Regions from separate parts of the Sus scrofa genome. Here region 1 is linked to region 2. The links are chromatin contacts, called in public Hi-C maps. All regions are on one chromosome and are shown on one strand. Each heading gives the region's core, a stretch centred on a gene start, on an enhancer-like site or on the middle of the called end of the contact. The rest is flanking DNA. Distances are from core to core; before and after follow the strand shown.

Evidence for each region. A called contact is a pair of places that touch in the nucleus more often than the background predicts.
Region 1: a Hi-C map of liver shows a contact between it and region 2, with 5 times the contacts expected there. The contact joins the promoter of OTUD7B here to the promoter of PRPF3 in region 2. A contact is called at or near these places in 1 of 5 promoter capture datasets (fetal liver), 1 of 47 Hi-C or Micro-C datasets (liver) and 1 of 2 datasets of contacts at active chromatin or transcription factors (skeletal muscle).

The regions. Positions count from the first base shown.
Region 1 is chr4:99,049,925-99,056,346 of Sscrofa11.1, reverse strand. It overlaps OTUD7B (OTU domain-containing protein 7B), which reads right to left and starts at 1,921. Exons shown (of 12, transcript XM_001925669.7): 1 at 1,607-1,921.
Region 2 is chr4:98,768,125-98,775,107 of Sscrofa11.1, reverse strand. It overlaps PRPF3 (pre-mRNA processing factor 3), which reads left to right and starts at 3,477. Exons shown (of 16, transcript NM_001135965.1): 1 at 3,477-3,503; 2 at 6,707-6,896. The coding sequence starts at 6,752. It overlaps LOC110260326 (a long non-coding RNA gene), which reads right to left and starts at 3,335. Exons shown (of 2, transcript XR_002343444.1): 1 at 3,103-3,335; 2 at 2,314-2,565.

The sequences.
Region 1 (6,422 bases), core at 672-3,171, 280 kb before region 2:
ATTATTCCTAGTATGAGCTAATATTTGTATTCATTTGTAATCTCTAAGTACATAGTAACTGGCCACTAACTCAGGGAGGTGCTCCAAAGCATGCTGGGTAGCTAGTGGAAATTAGAACAGACTGGCATTCGGCTTCCAGATGAGCAACACCATTTCATTTATTTTACAGTACTGTTCAGCTTTCAAAATATCAACAGACTAGCACAGCAGGTTGATTACTAAACTTGAAAAGAAAGGCTCAAAGAACAATGAGGACAAAGAGTATAATTGTTTGCCTATAATGTATTCATTTGTAAATTATGCAAAGCAAATGTTTAATTACTAGTCTCATTCTCCCTAACCACCCAGCGTACGTCCTGTTGTCTTCTCCATCCCATCAGGAATACAATCCCATTTACTGGGAAGGAAATTTTCTGGTTTTTAGATTAGCTACCTTTTTGGACTAGCCTTACCACTACCTCTTCTCTCTACTTTGTCCTTTCTCACTTTAGAAATAGGTTGAAAGACAAAGGGCGCCAGCGTCCTCCAAGATCTAAATACAAAGTATGAGAAGCCAAAGACTGAACAATTACCAGCTTCTATATTTTCTAAAAAGTATTTTATGCATATATGTACTAAAACGAAAAGTCCTGCTAATTTTTGTTTTTGCATTCATGAAAACTCCCTGAAGAGCTCGGGAGAATCTCAACATAAAATTTCACCAGTTTCTTTTAACTTAATTTTTATATCTGTACTCTGCCCAGAGAAGCAACCGAAGTTCTAGAGACAGACTACCAAGGCATAGACGGAAAGAGGGGGTTAGAAAAAAAGAGAGAGGGAAAGAAAGAGGGAAAGAGAGAGACTCAGAGCGCTGTTCCTTGTGAGCCGACAAGCTAAAAATACGCCGGCCCAGTAAACAAATCCCATTCCATCCCGACCAGAGCCACACCGTTAACCTAGTAATTATGAGAAGAGGAGTGAGATCACGCAGCCCCCGGCTTACTCATCATCAGCTTCTAAAGTTTCCATCGGGCTCACAGCAACTTTTCTTTTTTCTAAAGTTCATAAGCCTACCGTAGAATCAGTCATTCTCCCTCCCTCCCTCTCACACTCACACACACACACACACACACACACACACACACTTCTTTTTCGCTCCCTTCCTCCATTACTGGACGCACCTCAGTTTGGCTATCCTTAAGGGAGAACAAGCTTGTTTTCATTCTACTTTTATATTGAGACTTTAAAATGAACTTTATCCTACTATGAGAGTAGTAGCCTGCACTCCTAACCACCTTAAAAGTCCACCATCCCTCTCCGAAAGTCTAGCTGATAAGGGAGGACCGTCCGAACTGCCCAGCAGTTGAGGAAGGGAGGCCAAGAATGGGGAAGGAGGGCTGGATCGCGGGACGCAGGTGAAAGGGAGGAGTAACGAGGGAAAGGTTGGGACGAAGCAAGGCACAGTAAGGGCGAGGAGGGGGTGCCGAGAGGAGAAGGCTCTGGGTGAAATATAATCAGAAAGGAGAAGAGGGACCGTGGCGATCAGAGGGTCAGAGTTTGGGAGTCTGAAGAGGCGGGAGGGGCGGGGGCAGACGGGGGAGGGTGACAGGGAGGGGGGCTCCGTTACCCTCGCGACTCCCGGGGCAAGGCCCTAGGCCGGGGCGGAGCGCGGGGCCCGGCTGCCTCTCCTCATTCCACGGCAGTGACCCCGGGGTCCGGCCGGCCCCTCCCCCGACGACGATGGAGTCGGAGGCGGCGGCGGAGAATGCGACCGCGGTTGTTGCTCCGCACAGGATCAGGAGCTGGAGCCAGACGGGACTGATCCGGACTGGCCTCCCCCAGTGGCTTTTTGCCTGCTCCACACTCGGTCGCCACTCTGACTCCGGCGGCTGGTTCAGGATCGTTGGTTTTCGGCCGTCCGGCCGGAAACAAACGCCGGTTTCCGGCCGGAGCGGGTTGGTGGTGACACCCAAGCGGCCCCGGGCCTCCTGCGCCCCGCCTCGCCCCGCCCGGCCCCGCCCCTTGGGAGCCCCGCCCTTAGCGCCGCTCCCTCGGCCTAGGCCAGTTTGGCGCTTGCCCGGAGCGTGACCCCGTGTTTTCCTGGCGCGTGTTCCCAAAGCCCCTGGTCTGCAGAGTTCTTGAACCAGAGCTGGAGAGGTACAGGGTATACCCTCGAGACTTTGAGGTGGAGTCGTTTGGACACAGCCCTTTGGGAAGCAGAGAGAGGAGGGGTAGTTCTAGGAAGGTGAGAGGGATGAGAATACTTTAGAAAGAGAAGACTGAAATTCTAGTTACTCTACGCAATCACTCTGGACTGACCAGAGGGAAATGAACAACGCTTCTTCCAGACCCGTCTCCACCCAGTTATGCACGCTTCATCCACTCATGAACTGAACATACCTTTCCCTATAAACACTCAATATTTATTTACTTGCCTAACGAGGATACCCTATTGACATTTCTGCCTTAGACTCTTAGCCCAATCAAAACAAGTTATGTAGTGCTTTTTTTGGTAATGCCTTTTAACAGCCTTGCAGCATAGTTCAATTCTCAAATACTAATTGAGTCCCTACTATGTGCAAGGCACTGTGCTCATTGATATTGGGAACACAAAAATGATTGACAAAATCCCAGGCATCAAGGATCTTAACACTTTAGTAAAATGCATCAAACTATTACATAAGGCGGAACTCTTATCAGTGCTGTGTGGGTTATAAAGACCTATGACTGTGAGAACATAACCTTTGCCTGACACACAGCAAACCTCCCATATTTGTTGAATGAATAAAGATTTGAAGAATGTGGACAGTTTCAAGTAAGAAGAGCCATTTCGTTAATACCTCTTTATGACAAACACAAAATGGGACCAGTCCCTGCTATAATCTGACCAAATAAATCCAAAATTTTAATTCATATTCCTAACATTGTGACAACTGGCTTGCATGTTCAAAATGTTTATTATCTAAATTGTGCTCCTTAGGCCTATTTAAAAGCAAATATTATAGTCAACTTTTCTGTCCCCTCATTAGATTCTGAAGTCCTCAGTTTCTAAAGGGAAGCCGTTTAGAATTACCCAGCTCAAGATAGAAAATTGACATCTGAAACAGGAAACTTCCTAGACAGCTATGTCTCTTGGGAATATCCTGAGTTTAGAGGTAAGGATTTAGGGCTGGGCCTAGGGTCATACCAAGGCCCAGCAGGAAAGAGTGCCTTGCATGAAGCATGCCCAGGAAGCATGCTCTGGGTTGGCAGGCAGAGCCATTTGGTCTGGGCTTCAAGTATATGGGAACTACAAATTTTAGGTATTGTTCAGTGGCAAATTTGAGGAGGAGTAGAATGAGGCTTGATCACCTAAATTAATTGTCACCAAACTCTGTTGATCACTTCCACCCCTTGCCAGCTAAGTCTGAGGTGAGAGGAAAAGCCCACAGGTAAGGAGCCTCAAAAATCCAAAGCTGGAGTTCCTGCTGTGGCGCAGTGGATTAAGAACCTGACTGCAATGGTTCAGATCGGCGTAGAAGTATGGGTTTGATCCCTGGCCCTGTGCAGTGCGTTAAAGGATCCAGCTCAAATTCAGTCCCTGGCCCGGGAACTCCCATATGCCACAGGTGTGGACATTGAAGAAAAAAAAAGAAATCTAAAACTGTCTTGTTTCACCAAGGCTGTCCCAGGACCAGGTTATGCCCATCCATTAACTATGTCTTTTTAGTTTTAACTCCACTACTGCAGGCTGATTAGGACCAGGTATGGAGTTCAAAGGCACTCTCCATCCTCAGTACAAGGCAGACTTTTACTTTTGGCAGTGACTACAAAAAGTTTCCAAATTTGAAAGCTGGGCCAAGTTGCCGGTCAAACCCATTTAAGTGACCACACTTTACAGGCTTGCCTGGAAATTTAGGGGCCAGGAAGTGATGGGGTTGCAGTTGCTTTGTGCCTGTTTCTTGCTCTGCCCATCCATCACTCATTGTTGTTTGTGCAGTTGCTCAATGGGCTGCTTGTTTTGGGTCAGCGCAGGCTGTGTGGGTAGCAGTGTGGTCAGCTGGGCTGGGAGCCAGGCCACCTGGGTTCTGGTCCCAGCTCAGCCAGCTCCTAATCCATTAAGTGACTCCCTATTCCTCTGTGTCAGTTTCTCTGCCTAGAAACCGGGAAACTCTTCTGTAGTGATGTGCAGCCAGTCAGGCTGTCACTATTCCAAATGCTCAGAAGTAGCTGTCCAGTGTCATTGTCAGAAGGCAGAACACAGCTGGTTATTTTTTGCCCACAGGTAGAAGAATGGTAAGGAAGGAAAGTAAAAGTAGCAGAGAAAACCCTACCGGTGTACCCAGGGCCACACACCCTCATCTGTCATTCAGTACAAAGTTCTTCTCCACCCTAAAGGCCTGTTTCTGTTTACTCATTTTTAGCAATTCTAAGGGCTGCTCCAAGGAGCTCCCAGAGCTTTCACTTTGCTTTGGGCAAGATCAGGAAAAAAAAAAAAAGAGCTTTGCCTTTCGGCAGAGAAACTAGAAGAAGAGATAATTTCAACACTGGGACTAATGGATAGAGTAGGGGGAAACGTTCAGAGAAAGCTATTTTGCAGCTAACCAGGAAAAAAAAAAAAAAAAAACAGCAAATTGTTTGCATTTATATGCTTTTGTGGTAGAAAAGAAAACCAAACCAAAATAACTTCCGTTCCACTATCACCACTATAATTTAGACCAGTGGTTCTGTGGAGTTTTAAAAACTATATGCTGTATGTGCCTAGAAACCTCAGACAACTAACTCAGAAGTCTTGGGACTGAGGACCATGAATCTATTCTTTAAAAACATTTTTTAGGAGTTCCCGTCATGGCGTAGTGGTTAACGAATCCGACTAGGAACCATGAGGTTATGGGTTCGGTCCCTGCCCTTGCTCAGCGGGTTGACGATCTGGCGTTGCCATGAGCTGTGGTGTAGGTCGCAGACAGGGCTCGGATCCAGCGTTGCTGTGGCTCTGGCGTAGGCCAATGGCTACAGCTCCGATTGGACCCCTAGCCTGGGAATCTCCATATGCCGCAGGAGCGGCCCAAGAAATAGCAAAAAAAATAAAATAAAAAAAAAATAAATATATATATATATATATATATATATATATATATATATATATATATATTTTAGACTCTCCAAGTTCTTATAAAGTGAAACACTTTCCTATCCTATGACCCACCAATTCTACTCCTAGGTATTTACTCAATAGAAAGAAAAATGGATGTCCACAAAAAGCTTTTATGAATGTTCCTAACAGGATTATTCATAATAGGCCCAAACTGGAAATATCTCAAATATCTGACAGAAAAATGACAAATACATTAATTAAACAAAGGAATGTAATTTTCTTTTGCTTTTGCTTTTTAGAGCCACACCTGCGGCATATGGAAGTTCCCAGGCTAGGGGTCAAATCGGAGCTGCAGCTGCCAGCCTGCACCACAGCCACAGCAACGCTGGATCTGAGCCACATCTGCGACACACTGCAGCTCCCGACAACGCCAGAGCCACAGCAAACTCGGGATCCGAGCGAGTCTGCGACCTACACCACAGCTCACAGCAACGCCAGATCCTTAACCCACTGAGCAAGGCCAGAGATTGAACCCGCAACCTCATGGTTCCTAGTCGGATTCGTTAACCACTGTGCCACGACGGGAACTCCCGGCAACGCCAGATTCTCAACCCACTGAGCGAGGCCAAGGATCAAACCTGTGTCCTCATGGATGCTAGTCAGATTCGTTAACCACTGAGCCGAGATTGGAACTCCAGGAATGTATTTTTAAAAGCAAACTCCCAGAGTTCCCAGTGGCTCAGTGAGTTAAGAACCCAATGTAATCTCCACAAGGATGCAGGTTCAATCCCTGGCTTCACTCAGTGGATTAAGAATCTGGTGTTACCACAAGCTTCAGTGTAGGCCTGCAGCTGCAGCTCTGATTCGACCCCTAGCCTGGGAACTCCGCGAGTGTGGCTGTAAAAGAGAAATGAACTCCCTTTTAAGCACAACACCATGGAGAAAACTCAAAATCATTTATTCAGAAAAAGAACCATTTACATGAAATTTGAGAACAGGCAAAAGTAAACAACGATAGAAATTAGAACTATGGTTGCATATTGAGGGGAGGTGGGGACTGAATAGAAAGTGGACACAAGGGAACATTTCAATGTGAGGGAAAAGTATCTTCTTTTTTTTTTTTTTTTTTTTTGTCTTTTTGCCTTTTCTAGAGCCACTCACGCAGCATATGGAGGTTCCCAGGCTAGGGGTCCAATCGGAGTTGTAGCTGCCAGCCACAGCAATTCGGGATCCCCAACCCACTGAGCAAGGCCAGGGATTGAACCCGCAACCTCGTGGTTCCTAGTCGGATTGGTGAACCACTGAACCATGATGGGAACTCTAGAGGGAAAAGTATCTTGACAGGTGTAGCTGTTACACCTGTACATCA
Region 2 (6,983 bases), core at 2,228-4,727:
CGGATTCGTTAACCACTGCGCCACGATGGGAACTCCGCAACACTGGATCCTTTAACCCACTGTGCTGGGCCCAGGATCAAACCTACACCTTCACAGCGATCCAAGCTGCCGCAGTTGGATTCTTAATCCACTGTGCCACAGCAGAATTCCATAGTAGTTTATTTCTCTGTAAGTTGTGATTTATTACTATTGTGTCTTTCTCCCTCCATTAGATTTTTAATTACCTGGAGGTTGGGACTTTTTTGTCTATTCTACTTTCTATTTGTCTATTTTAGACACCTCATATAAATGGAATCATACAATATTTGCCTTTTTGTGTCTGGCTTACTTAACCTAGCTTTTTTTTTTTTTGTCTTTTTAGGGCCACACCCATAGCGTGTGGAAGATCCCAGGCTAGGGGTAGAATTGGAACTGTAGCTGCCGGCTTATACCACAGCCACAACAATGCCAAATCCAAGCCACGTCCGCGACCTACACCACAACTTACAGCAACACCGGATCCTTACCCCACTGAGCAAGGCCAGGGATCGAACCCCAGTCCTCACAGATACTAGTTGGGTTTTTTAACCACTGAGCCACAATAAGAACTCCAAACCTAGCATATTTTTAAGGTTTATTCGTGTACCATGTATCAGAAATTTATTCCTTTTTTATGAATGAATAATATTCCATTGTATGTGTATACTGCATTTTGGTTATTCATCTGTCAGTGAACACATAGGTTGCTTCAATCTTTTCACTACTCTGAATAATGCTGCTATGAACATGGGTGTACAAATCTTTGAGACTCTGCTTTGGTTTTGGAGGTATATACTGAGAGGAGAATTGCTGGGCCATAGAGTCATTCTACTTTTAATTGTTTGATAAACCACCATGCTGTTTTCTACAGTGGTTGTACCATTTTACATTCCCACTAACAGTGCACAGAGTTCCAGTTTCTCCAGATCCTTGCCAATACTTGTTATTCTCTGGGCTTTTTTTTGTTTGTTTGTTTGTTTTGTTTTTTAGGGCTGCACCTTTGGCATATGTAAGTTCCCAGGCTAGGGGCTGAATCAGAACTGCAGCTGCTGGTCTATACCACAGCCACAGCAATGCCAGATCTGAGCCACATCTGTGATCCACACCACAGCTCATGGCAACACCAGATCCTTGGCCCACTGAGTGAGGCCAGGGATCAAACCTGCAGTTGGCAGATGCAGCTCAGATCTGGTGTTGCTGTGGCTGTGGTGTAGGCCAGCAGCAGCAGATGCAGCAAGGGGTTGAATCAGAGCTGTAGCTGCCAGCCTATGCTACAGCCACAGCAATGCCAGATCTAAGCTGTGTCTGTGACCTACACAGCTCATGGCAGTGCCAGATTCTTAACCCACTGAGTGAGGCCAGGGGTTGAAACTGCATCCTCAGTAGTTGGGTTCATTACCACTGAGCCACCACGGGAACTCCAAAGATGTGGTTCTTTAATTCAACAAATATTTAACTGTGCTAGGTGCTACTGCAGACATTTAAGATCTATCAGTGAACAGTAATTCCTGCCTTTATGGAGCTGACATTCTAGTAGAGAGAGTCAGATGATAAGCAATAAATATAATAAGTAAATTATCTAGGACTAATACTGTGATAAGTATTATGGAAAAAGAAAAAAAGAGAAAAAATTGGTCTGATTAACTATGACAAGCAGCCTTCAAAATTAAGTAGAGAGGTTGGGAAAGGCTTCTCTAAGATTTTGAATAAAAATCCAAAGGAGTGAGGGAACCAACCATGCAGCTATTTGAATGATAAGTAATTCAGGCAGAAAGCAACAAGTGCAAAGGCCTTGTATACTTGGCATGTTCAAGGAACAACAAGGGGTCAGGATTCTGTAGCTGTGGAGCTGAATGAGTAAAGGAAAGAGCAGTAGATGAGATTACAGGAGTTCCCTCGTGGCCTAGTGGTTAAGGATCCGGTATTGTCACTGCTGTGCTGTGAGTTCAATCCCTGACCCAGGAACTTCTACATGCCTCGGGTACAACAACAACAACAAAAAACAAGTGAGATCACAGAAGTAATGGAGTGTAGGGCATTTTTCACTAAGTAATATGGAAAGCCATGGAGTTCCTGGGCCAACTGCAGCCTAACACCAGGTCCTTAACCCACTGTGCCAGGCCAGGGATCAAACTTGCATCCCAACACTGCAGAGATGCTGTGATCCTGTTGGGCCACAGTGGGAACTTCATGAGTTTAGCTTTATATAAGTTCTTTACTGAGGGAGACACAGGTTTAAGAAGCACTTGAATCGTGTTCTGCTGGACTACAAAATTGGGGAGGCTTACAAGCTTACAGGTAGTTAAATAAGTTGTTTATTAAAAATTATAATTGGAGGAATTATAATTGGGGTTAAGAACTAGTATCCACGAGGATGTGGGTTTGATCCCACATCAAACTGGCCTTGCTCAGTGGGTTAAGGATCCAGTGTTGCAGCAAGCTGCAGTGTAGAACACAGGTGCGGCTCAGATCCAGTGTGGCTGTGGCTGTGGCACAGACCAGCAGGTGCAGCTCCGATTCAACCTCTAGACCAGCAACTTCTGTATTCTGCAAGTTAGGCCGTAAAAAGGAAGAAAAAAAAAGAAAAGAATTATAATTGGAGCTGGCAAGAAGTAAAGGTGCTTGTTAGGTAAGGATTAGTTGAGGACCAAAATGGTTGATTAGGAATTCCTGTCCTGGCTCAGCGAGTAAAGAACCCCACTAGTATCCATGAGAACACAGGTTCCATCCCTGGCCTTGCCCAGTGGATTAAGGAGCCAGTGTTGCCCTGAGCTGTGGTGTAGGTCACAGTCCTAGCTCTGATTCTGCGTGGCTGTGGCATAGGCCAGAAGCTGCAGCTCTGATTCAACCCCTAACCCGAATTTATATATGCTGCAGGTGGGGCCTAAAAAGTACTAGACTGCCAGCAATTATTTGTTTTGCGAATGAATGGAAGAAAGAAACAAAGGTGTGTGAGAGGGTACTATCTTCAGACTCCTCCCACACTAGTCGGTTTTCTGGGTCTCTTGGCACCACTGTTAAGGACAAAGGCTAAGGAGAGAGTGGTTAATACTAACGATCACTACTCTGAAGTTTACTTCCTACCAGAAAGTCCAGGTTTAGCCCAAACGCAGAAGCTCTGCTTTTAGTTCTAGCCATAGCCTTAGCGCACTTATTCTCCACGGGAATACTACAAGCAGCTCAATTTATGCTTCAGGTAACATTAATTTTGCGCTAATGTAGTTAACAGGTTTAGCACGGGGAACCGAAGGAGCCAAGTAGCTTGCCGGGGGAAATCGTTACGGCTCCGCCACGCATGCGCTCCGCCGCGGAAAAGTAGCTACTACGGCTGCGCGAACCGGGGCCCCGCCCTCTTTCGTCACAAGTTGTGGGACCGTGGCGAGGCAGCAGCCGTGGCGGTAGCGACGGCAGGCCGTAGGGCGGTCGGAGGGTTTCCGGTTCCGGTGTAACGTTCGGGCTCCGTCTCAGGGGCTGAAGTTTGTGAGGTGAGTAGTGGCCCCGGGCCCAGAGAGGGTATGCTCGGGTCCTAGCGGCTGGGGCTAAGTTTCAGTCCAAAGGGAGGACCGAGGCGGGAGGTTCAACAGAAAGGAGGCTGAGGAAAGAACCAGGTTCTGTGCGAGAACGGGTTGGAATGAGATTGTTGAGAGGAAAAGGGCGGGGGCGGGAAAGGGACAGGGTGAGGAGACTACCTCTGAGATGAGTTTGGGTAGAACAAGGTGGGGAAAGGGTCCGGTCAGAGAGATGGAGAGAGCAAAAAGCAAAGGATAGGGTTTAAGGGAGGAAATTCGACTTGTAGCAAAGAAGAGCACGAAGTAAGGAATTCCTTCAGAAGATTAGATTCTGCTACCTGCTCATTGAGATCATTCTGCCTTCCTCTCTCTCCCTCCACACCGTAACCACCCCCACCCCGCCCCACGCAGTTATTGTTGAACGTCTGATTAATGACAAAGCTAGTTACTATTTGGAAGTTTGATTTTTGCCCACTGACTGTTTAGTCTGCACGTTATATTATGGAGGGAATGGGTTGAAATTGAGTACATAAGTATAGTGCTTGGGCATACGGTTCGTTTATAGAGTGGTACCCCGTTTATTGCTTTGGATTTTCAAACGGCTTAAACTTTCTAATCTATGATTCAGTTCTAGTGGAATATAAGCCCTCTAAGGTGAGGATTCTTGTCTCTTTTGTTCACTGTTGTATGTATCCTTGGCAGTATCCCACTACATTAACACTTAGTTGTTGTGCAGTAAATACTTACTGAATGAATTAAGTGCCAGATAGCTATGGCAGTTGTCCTCCTTTTGTAAGATGAATGAACTGAGGCTCAGAGGAATTGCTTGACAGAAGGTTAGTAAATGGAAGAGCTCTTTCTTCACTCCCTATGTTGTCTGAATACCCTTCTTTTGAGCATTGAACAGTTAGCATGTTGAAATTGATAAGCTATAGTGCTGTCTCATGATGGGTAAATAGAGCCATCATAGATTTATTATATAACATGTCAGTAAGACACAAAATCTTTTACTCCTAGTTTCATGACTTCACTAGCTTCATATGGTTATACCAAAATTAAATACACTGTTTAGCAACAGGTCTTATAGAGGATAAACCTACCAAGAATGCAGAAGTTAATTAGACTGTACCGGAGTTCTTGTCGTGGCTCAGTGGTTAACGAATCCGACTAGGAACCATGAGGTTGTGGGTTCGATCCCTGGCCTTGCTCAGTGGGTTGAGGATCCGGCGTTGCCGTGAGCTGTGGTGTAGGTCGCAGACTCGGCTCGGATCCCACGTTGCTGTGGCTCTAGCGTAGGCCGGCGGGTACAGCTCCGATTAGATCCCTAGCCTGGGAACCTCCATATGCCGTGGGAGCGGCCCAAGGGGGGCAAAAAAAGTTTTAAGATATCTTTTCTCCTAAAAGGTACAGTGTAATTTTTTTTTCTTCTTTCTGGATATCTTTTCTCCTAAAAGGTACAGTGTAATTTTTTTTTCTTCTTTCTGCCATTTCTTGGGCTGCATATGGAGGTTCCCAGGCTAGGGGTCTAATCGGAGCTGTACCCGCCGGCCTACGCCAGAGCCACAGCAACGTCGGATCCTCAACCCACTGAGCATGGCCAGGGATCGAACCCACAACCTCATGGTTCCTAGTCGGATTCGTTAACCACTATCCTATGACAGGAACTCCATCTTAAAACATCTTGAAGCGTTCTTTTGTAGCTCAGTGGGTTAAGAATCCAGTGTTGTCACTGCAGCAGCTTGAGATGCTTCTGTGTCGTCCACGTTCCATCCCTGGCCCCAGAACGTACAGTAGCAAAAAAAAAAAAAAAAAAGGAAGAAGAAGAATCGTATTAATTTGCATTTAAAGATTGTTCTAGAGAGTCTTTTATGATGGTGTTTTCTCTGTTAAGCTAAACAGGAGAAAAATAGAAGTGGAAAGAGAGTACATCCAAAATGAAAGTAATCTTTTCTGAACTGAGAGAATATTTATGACAGAGGCCCTGTAGAACATAAGAGAAAAATATCTGAGTACAGAATTCCCACTAGGATGAATGTGACTACAGAGAATTGTGAGAGCGAGTTCCTATTGTGGTTCAGTGGTAACAAACCTGACTAGTCACCATGAGGATTCGGGTTTGATCCTTGGTCCCCTCAGTGGGTTAAAGGATCCGGCTTTGCTGTGAGCTGTGATATAGCTCATGGACAAGGCTCAGATCCTCTGTGGCTGTGGCTGTGGCCAGCAGCCACAGCTCGTTTGGACCCCTAGCCTGAGAACTTCTGAAGATGTAGCCCTAAAAAGACAAAAAAAAAAAAAAAAAAAAAAAAATTGACAAAAACAGCCTTAAGGATTATGAGCTTTAGTATAGGATGACTGATGTGGATAAAGCCTCCCTTATTTGCATGCCTTAAAGAAGGCCTGGGTTGGAGTTCACAATGTGGTGCAATGGGTTAAGGATCTGGCCATGCCACAGCTTTGGCTCGGCTTCGTTCCCTGGCCCGGGAACTTCCATATGCCATGGGTGCTGCCAAAAAAAAAAAAAAAAAGAAGAACGGCTGGGTTGAGGAATACCTGCCTGGAAATAAGAATAGAAAAGCTGACCTCTAAGTGGACTTTATATAAATATTTGCAATCCTTGAATATGACAGAATCAAAAAAGAAGCTGGAACTCATTTCTTAGACTAGGTTAAATTCAGGGTTTGTTTATTCCACAGATTTCATTGATCCACTGATACTTTCTGAGTTAGGTTTAAAAATCAAACAGAATGGGAATTCCTGTTGTGGCTCAGTAGGTTAAGGACCTGACATCTCTGTGAGGATGTGCGTTTGACCACTGGCCTCACTCAGTGGGTTAAGGATCCCATGGTGCCACAAGCTGCAGCACAGGTCACAGATGCATCGCAGATCCATGATGCCATGGCTATGGCCTAGGCCTGTGGCTGCAGCTCCAGTTCAGCCCCTAACTTGGGAACTTCCATATGCTGTATGTGCGGTTGTTAAAAAAAAACAAATGGAATGTGTTCTTTCTGTTTTGAAGTATGGGTTGTAGGAAGAGTATTTGGCTTGAAATGAAGTAGAAGAATTTACCTAAGGATTAAGAATAGGGCTGGGGAAAGCATTCCTGATGTGCTCACCATTGCCTGGAATCATTTTGGTCTTTTCCTATCCTCTAACTTAACTCTTTACTGGTTTCTTTTTAGGTCCAGTATTGAATCCTTTTTGAGCCAACCTCCTTTTCCTGAAGAATGGCACTGTCTAAGAGGGAGCTGGATGAATTGAAACCATGGATAGAGAAGACAGTGAAGAGGGTGCTGGGTTTCTCAGAGCCCACAGTGGTCACAGCAGCACTGAACTGTGTGGGGAAGGGCATGGACAAGAAGAAGGCAGCTGGTATGTACCTTTCTGAATCTTTTGGCTTACATATAGGATGACCCCAAACATTGTTTTGAATTTCGCCAAAATCCTCTGTTGGGAGCA